2 separate regions of the Zea mays genome follow, and region 1 is linked to region 2. Evidence: chromatin contacts called from public Hi-C data. All regions are on one chromosome and are shown on one strand. Each heading gives the region's core, a stretch centred on a gene start, on an enhancer-like site or on the middle of the called end of the contact. The rest is flanking DNA. Distances are from core to core; before and after follow the strand shown. Region 1 holds the start of LOC100382649 (putative leucine-rich repeat receptor-like protein kinase family protein). Region 2 holds the start of LOC100193303.

Evidence for each region. Hi-C and Micro-C count contacts between places; a contact is called where the count stands out from the background.
Region 1: a contact with region 2 is called in a Hi-C map of endosperm, with 5 times the contacts expected there. The contact joins the promoter of LOC100382649 here to the promoter of LOC100193303 in region 2. A contact is called at or near these places in 5 of 25 Hi-C or Micro-C datasets (bundle sheath, ear, endosperm and 2 more).

The regions. Positions count from the first base shown.
Region 1 is chr8:27,565,790-27,569,593 of Zm-B73-REFERENCE-NAM-5.0, forward strand. It overlaps LOC100382649 (putative leucine-rich repeat receptor-like protein kinase family protein), which reads right to left and starts at 2,009. Exons shown (of 2, transcript NM_001175373.1): 1 at 504-2,009. The coding sequence starts at 1,830. LOC100383812 reads right to left here. Exons shown (of 1, transcript NM_001176444.1): 1 at 3,553-3,804. The coding sequence ends at 3,756.
Region 2 is chr8:27,045,629-27,049,491 of Zm-B73-REFERENCE-NAM-5.0, forward strand. LOC100193303 reads right to left here and starts at 2,328. Exons shown (of 5, transcript NM_001358702.1): 1 at 2,219-2,328; 2 at 1,451-1,811; 3 at 1,254-1,355; 4 at 327-1,156. The coding sequence starts at 1,752.

The DNA.
Region 1 (3,804 bases), core at 759-3,258, 520 kb after region 2:
ACCTAGACAGAAAGCAGGGAAGAAACAAGGACCTTTTCCACACTTGGTAGCCTTTTGATTCTGCATTGCCTTTATTTACTGTTAACCCCCAATCCTAATCGTCTATCCTACCTATAGCAATCTGATAAAGTCAAGCAGTGTTTGTTGCTTGCACTAAACAAACAGTTATGAACCCATTCCCAAACAACAACAAACAACACGGCATCTCCAGCCAGGTCACCATAATGTTACTCAAAGTTTCTTCCTTCTTGCCACATTTAAGGGGGTGTTTGTTTGGGATTATAATCTGCTCAGATTATATATTATAATCTGAGCAGATTATAATCCCAAACAAACACCCCACCACTCATGTCTCGTTATAATTATAACGATTGCTACCATTCTAAACGCACAAACAGACATGGGTAGTTATTATGACGCCCATTGCAAATTGAGAATTCCAAATTGAGCATTGAACTTATGAGAGTGACAGGACGAAGGATAGATGTCAGCGCGGATCATACCATGGAGCATGTTGGACACGCTTCCCCGGCTGTAGTAATCGTACACGAGCAGCTTCTCGTCCTTGGAGTAGTAGTAGGCGCGGAGCTCGACGACGTTGTCGTGGCGGATCCGCCCGAGCAGCTCCATCTGCTGCTCGAAGTCGCGCCGCCCGGCGTTCACCTCCTTGAGCCTCTTGACGACGACCGTGGTGGCGTCCTCCAGCACGGCCCGGTACGCCGTCCCGAACGCGCCCTTGCCCAGGACCTCGGCGGAGGCGCGGAGCAGGTCCTCCAGGTCGAACGCCAGCGACGGGGCCTCAAAGAAGACCATCCGGTTGCCGTCCCCGGCCTTGCCGATGACCGCCTTGGACTCGGGCGATTCCCTCCCCTTCTTCTCCCCGCCCTTCCCTGCAGCCGCGCCGCCGCCTACTGTCTCTTCATCGCGGCCCTCCCTGCTGCTGTTGCAGAATGCGAGGAGCAGCAGCGCCGCGACGGCGAACCCGAGGACGCACCCTCCCACGGCAATGGCGAGGATGGCCGCCTCGCTGAGCCTGGGCCGCCGCCTCGCGGGGGGAGGCGCAGCGAGGCCAGGAGGCGGAGCGACAACAACCGGCGGCGCCTGAGCCGGAGCCGGGCGCGTGAGGCTGTTGCCGGCGAAGGCGGCGTCGGGGAAGCGGAGGAGGGACGCCGGCACGGTCCCGTCGAGGCGGTTGTTGGAGAGGTTGAGGAAACGGAGCGCGGGGAGGCCGAGGTCCGGGACGCGGCCGGAAAGCGAGTTGTTGGAGAGGTCGAGCGCGACGAGGCGGGTGAGGTTGGCGAGCGCGCCGGGGACGGCGCCGTCGAAGGCGTTGAAAGAGAGGTCGAGCACCTGGAGCGCGGTCAGCCCCGCGAGGGCGGCGGGGAGCGCGCCGGAGAAGGCGTTGCGGTGGAGGTGGAGGCCCTCGAGCGCGGGCAGGCGCAGGAGGTCGGCGGGGAGCGGGCCGGAGAGGTCGTTGGAGCGCAGGCTGAGCAGCTGCAGCGCGGTGAGGCGGCCGAGCGTGCCCGGCGGCACGGCGCCCGAGAGGCCCAGCCCCGGGAGGTGCAGCGCCACGACGCGCGCGCCGTCCGCGCTGCAGGTGACCCCCGTCCAGCCGGGGCCGGGGCCGTCGGCGCTGCAGGCGAGGTGGGTGGTGGACCAGTTGATGCGCGCGCGGGCGGTGGCGCCGCGGCCCACGCCGGAGAGGAACGCCAGCAGCGCCGCCTTGTCGGCGTCGGGCTCGGAGGAGGCCAGGCGGGGGCGGAGTGAGAGGCAGAGGAAGAGGCAGATACGGAGCAGGAGCCCCGCCCCACGGAGCGGCGGCGTGGGCATCGCTGCCCCTACTCTCTCACCTGAATGGCTGGATCTGAGTGAGCAACGAAACGAACGCTGCTGAACGGAGGGAGGGAGAGTGAGAGAGGTGCGCCAAAATTGGCTGCTCTCGCTCTGCTGCTAGCTTGGAGCGGCCGTGGCCGCGTCCGCGTGGGCGAGGAAGGGAAGGGAAGCGTGCGCGAGTGCGGACTGCGGAGGCGGAGACGCCACCGAGAGCGAGCAAGAGGAGAGTCGGGTTCGGGAGTGCGTTTTTGGTGGGAGGACTGGTTCGAGGGGAGACGAACGGAACGTTGTGCGCGGCGGTGTCGGCTACTACCGCGGTGCGTGCTCGGCAAGTGACGGCGGCGCGGTCAGCGATCTGCGCCTTCAATTCCCATGTGAGCCTCTGCTGGCAATCGAATTGTAGCAGCACTTTATTAGGAATTAGAAAACTTGTTGTTAATTATTATTACAGGCAGCGGTTGACCGACGGATCCATCCGCAGCTCTCCAACTCTCACACAGTCTCGTCAGCCGACACTTGGGTTAGGCCGGCGGGAATGAGGAAAGCGATGGGCCGTGAATGACTTCACTGCAGTGTGTGGGCGACGATGATTGCTTTGCACGCAGCACGGCAAGGACTTGGCTTTCTTTCGCTTTGCACCTTTTTCCTGCCAAGTTCATTTTTTTTTTGAATTCAAACTTTGAACTGAACGAACGAGAGCACCCCACGTCCCCACGCCATGCACAAGGCCCCCAAGCCAAGACAGCTGACAACATTGGCCATGCTTTGCCTGTGCTTGTTTTGCGGATTCTGTCCATACGGACAAGCAAACAGCCGAGCAGGGAGATAGGACAGGCTAGCTTTGGACGTGTCTTGTGTCTGCCTCTGCCGCTCGGTGGTCGAGCTCCAGCATGCAGAGGCCGGGGGGGCATGCAATGCAGCAGAGCACAGGGCTCGCCGGCCGGGCGACGTGGGGAGGAAAAGAAGGCAGGCTCACCGCTCACCGACCATCACGTAGGCAGGACTAGGACGACGATGGGCGAGGAGCATGCTGCCAAGTGCCAAGACGCAGCAGACGCGTGTCAGCCAACTATTAGACTGTCTTCAGCGCATGCCGCGCCCTTCCCCCTCCCCTTGCACTGTGCACGTTTAGGGCTTGTTTGGTTACACCAATCCAGAGGGAGATTGAAGGGGATTAAATCCCCTCCTAGTCAAAAATGACTAGAAGGGGATTTAAACCCCTTCAATCCCCCTCTGGATTAGTGTAACCGAACATGCCCTTAGGGTGACGAGATGGGTGCAGCGGCCACCTCTAAACCTTCCCCTACAAGCAACAGTGGTAGCGCTGGGAGCAGTGCTCCGCTAGATGTGGAGGACTGTGGCAAGCCCTCTAAACACTGTGCTTGTACTGTTGAATTAATTGTTAGTAGAATAAAAATTGACAAGAGATGAAAAGTAGGTATAGAAAATGATATTTTATGGTTGTAGTGGGGTGTAGGGGAAGGATTTAGGGGGAACCGCTGTACAGGGTGGAGATATAGGAGGAAAGAGAACGCTGACGTGGCACGTGAGTGGGATATAGGGGGGCCAAATTTAGGGGCAACCGCTGAAGACAGTCTTAGCGCCCTACATGGCTGCTCATACCATACATACATGGCTGGGCTTGTAAATTCTCGAGATACGATAGTCAAAGTCGCTAAAGCTACCTCGCAGTCAACGAAAATTGTTAGCAACACCTCTCAACCAAACACTGGATAATTGGATTCAATTATGATCTGAGTACATGACGATAGGAAAGGAAAGTTGCAACGAGCTAAGGATCTATACGGAGAAGTAGAACTCTAGAAGATAGGAGGAAGAGACTGAAGAGGTAGAAGCACAATATGGAATGGATGTCTTCTGAATATTTCATTGATGCCTATCGCCTGCGCAGCTTCTCCATTTTATAGCAGAGAATACCCCATGCCACCTTCCAAGGGCCCACATGACACC
Region 2 (3,863 bases), core at 1,078-3,577:
GCGGTCCCCGTCAGAGGTGCGGTGGCGCAAGTCAACAAAGAGGAAAGCGCGAGGCGAAACCGGGTCGGGGGCAGCTAATCCGTCTCCGCACTGTGCCCACCGGTTAGGATTAGTAGTACTAGTACGTCCACTGTCCACGGACACAAGGCGAAGTTTGGTCTCGATCTGGAGGGAGCGGTTAGGTGGCTGCTGGCATGAAAGTAACAGGCTTCTAGGACAACAACAACTCGTACCATCCGAACCTAAATCCGATGGACGCATCTACGGTTTCTTTGAAACCAACCGCGGTGGTTTACGATCGATCGGTGAGAATTTTTGACTGTTACCTGCGAAAGTGGTGACGACAACCTCGTAGTGCTCGCCGACGGTGACCTCGGTTAGCCCGACGGGCTCGGGCTCAGCCTCGGCGTAGCACGTGTCGCCGGCAGTGCCGCCGCCGTGGCCGGTGGCCGCCTTGAGCGGGATGAACTCGAAGTAGGCGATGTTGGGGAGCACGGTGAAGGTGGCGGACTCCGGCGGCGTCTCGGGCTCCACGTTGGCGCCGACCCAGCCCTCGGACGCGCCGTACTCGGCGGCGACGAGGGGCAGGCCGCCCGCGTAGTGGCGGAGCTTCTTCACGTAGTGCTCCATGGTCCCCGTCATGATGCCGTGCACGTACCTGGCGTTGGGGAACAGCGCCGGGATGACGCCGTACCAGTTGCTGAGCCCGGCGCACCGGCGCGCCACCTCGTCTGCGCGCGCCGGGTCCGGGCCCGCCAGCAGCGCCTCCACGGCCCCGCGCACGGCCGGCGCGGCGACGCGCGCGGGCGACAGCGCGCCCGCGCGGATGTCGGCGCACAGCTCCTCCCACACGCGCTCGAAGGTCTGGAAGGCCAGCACGATGCTGTGCGCGAAGGTGGCGGACACGATGCGCACCTCGTCGGCGTACAGCAGGCCGCACAGCAGGTGGCAGTAGAGCGACTGCGCGAAGTCGGCGCCGAAGATCACCGCCTCCGGGCTGCACACCTGCGACTGGATGGCGCGCATCGTGGGCATGAACTCCTCGCTGCGGTACACGTTGGTGGTGGCCGTCGTCGCCGTCAGCCCGCCCTTGGTGGTGAACTGCCGGCTGCCGTAGATGAACTGCAGCGCCTTGCCGTCCTCCACGGGGAACGCCCTGCGAGGGAAGCGCGGTGCAGTGTGGAGGCGAGGCGATGAGAATATAGATGATCTGACAGTGTGACATGCATATGCGCGCGCGTGCACTCACTCACCTGTTCCTGAAGGCGTAGGAAGTCCGGTATATCTGCATCGTGGACTTGACGAGCTCCTGGTTGAAGGGCAGGTACTTGCGCTTCCCCTGCGTCGTGCCGGAGCTGCATGACACGGGAATAATAGGGCCAGCGGACGGTCAGTCACACACGGTGGCTCACCGACATGTACAGAGCGAGTCGAGTCGAGTATTACCGACCTGAGGGAGATGGAGGTGATGGGCTTGGCGGTGAGCACGGGGGACGTGTCGCCGTCGGCGATACGCGCAATGTAGGGCTCGATGTCGGCGTGCGTGGCGAGCGGCACGCAGGCGCGGAAGCTGGCGGCGTCGGTGCGGCCCGCGAGGCCCCGGCAGCGGAGGTACTCGGCGCAGGCGTTGTCTGCCAGGATCCGGCGCAGCGTGTCGCGCTGCACGGCGGCGGCGTCCCGCGTGAGGGACTCGAACTCGGCGATCACCGCCTCGCCGCAGAACGCGGCGGCCTGCGCCTCCTTCTCCGGCATGGCGTGGCCCGGGCCCGGCCGCCTCGTGCTGCTGCTGCTCCTCGTCTGCCGTCTACGACCTGCAAGGCGAGACAAGGCGACAGGCAGACGGACAAGGAGTGAGGACGTGACGACGCCCAGGGACGCGCGCCTCCATGGCATCGCACGGCATGCGGGGGCAGGCGGGCACTGAGCCTTGCTCCAACTCGTGCGGTCTCATGGGGATGAGGGGTTTGAGTGCACGCCCCACTTGGCTCGCAGCCGATTTGTCATTAAAGAAAAGGGGACGACGGAGGACGGAGGAAGGGTGAGGACACGCGAGACAGGCGGAGAGGACAAGACGAACGAGAGGAGCGGCCGGGCGGCGCGCGCGGCGGTGGAAACGGATCGGAGGCTGGCGTGCCCGCATCATCGGCATGCTTATCCCCGTGAGGTACCGTGAGGATCGGGATCGGAGGGAGAGAAGAAGAAGACAGAGCTAGCGCACCTGCCGACGCCGCCGCGGGGCCGGACGCACGGTCGGTCGGCGGCCTCCTTCGCTCCTCTCCCCTCGGCCTCTCGCCCTCCTCTGGCTCCGGCTCCGGTTGCGGTGCTTGGTGGTGGTGCGGTACTGCGTTGTGGCGGACGGACCAGGTCAGGTTATATATATTGGTGGTGCGGTGTGACACACACGCAACGCAGGCAGGGACAGCCGGACAGCACGCCGTCCGTGCGTGCGTGCGGGCGGCGGCGGCGGCGGCCCCCAGCTGCCAGACAACTGTGTCCTGGCAATTCACCCTGCTAGTCTAGGGAAGATACTAATTAGGGCTTGTTCGGTTAGCTCTCAATCCATGTGGATTGAGCGGGATTGGATGGGTTTGAATCCCAAACAAGTCAAACTTCTTCACATTTTTTTCCAATCCCATCCAATCCATGTGTATTGGGAATAACCGAACAAGCCCTTACTGCTGCTGCCTGGATGGATCTGAAGGAAGGAAGGAAGGAGGAGGGCTAGTCAGCCGCAACCAGTGGTGGTGACAGCGACGCCATGATCGACTCGAGTCGAGTGACGAGTGAGGATAAGGCCAGCAGGATGTTACCCCGCTGACAACTACGTCCGTTGCCACTTGCTTGCCATGCGTGGTTTTCTTTACCTTTATTTTTGTTAAAAAAACAAATAAAAACGTTAGCTGAGTTTTTTTTTCATGTCTGTTCTCCTCCTTGCGTACGACACGAGCTTCGAAATCTCTAACGTCATCACTTACAAGAGTCCTGCTAGAGTTAAGTAAGATCGACACCAGCCATGGCCTTGACGGAGCATGACTCGGACGCACGAAATCACTCCCGAAAAGAAAAAAGAAAAGAAAAACCATTGTATGGTACGGTATGGGTATGGTTGCCTTGCCTTTGCCTGCCTCCTCCCCGATGGAGACAGGTCCGTGCGTTACGCTGGCTGGACCAGGTCGTCTTGTTTGTTCCGGCCAGCATCGACCGTGCAAGGGCGAAGGAGAGGCTGCGGGCGGGAGATGTGCCGGCCGGCCTCATTTCGGGGAGACATTGGAAATTTTGTTATTATTATTTTTGGGTTTAGTCAGTACACTATTAGACCCACAGATTATAAATATAGATGGACCACTAGTCATAAACACGAGATAGTATAATAACATACAACTAAAATTGAGATTGACAAAATCACAAATTTTTCCATTTCGCGCAATCCCCGGAATAGGGACAAGTAGCGGTGTTAATAGGAACCTCGTTAAATTATGTTTAGATAGTCTATTATTCACGTGAGGGAGATTTGGTGTAAATTAGTTTAATTTATACATTAATTTTCTTCAATCTATATGTATTGGGATAAATACTAGAGTAACCAAATATGTCCTAAGGGTTCCTTTAAAAAGGAGAATTTTTCTTGTTTACTGTGTTTTTATGTGAAAACGAACTGATTCTATAAAATTCTATAAAATAAACGTACGATTTATCTGAAATTCCTATATTCTAAAAGAACCCTAAGATTTGGGAAAAAATCTCCACCCCTATTGGATTGGATATGACAGGTATGTGTATAGGGAAGCTGAATCCGAACTGGATTAACGTACAGTAGGTAATACTCACTCAGAAAAATTAGTGCGTGTTTGGTTCGGTTTTAT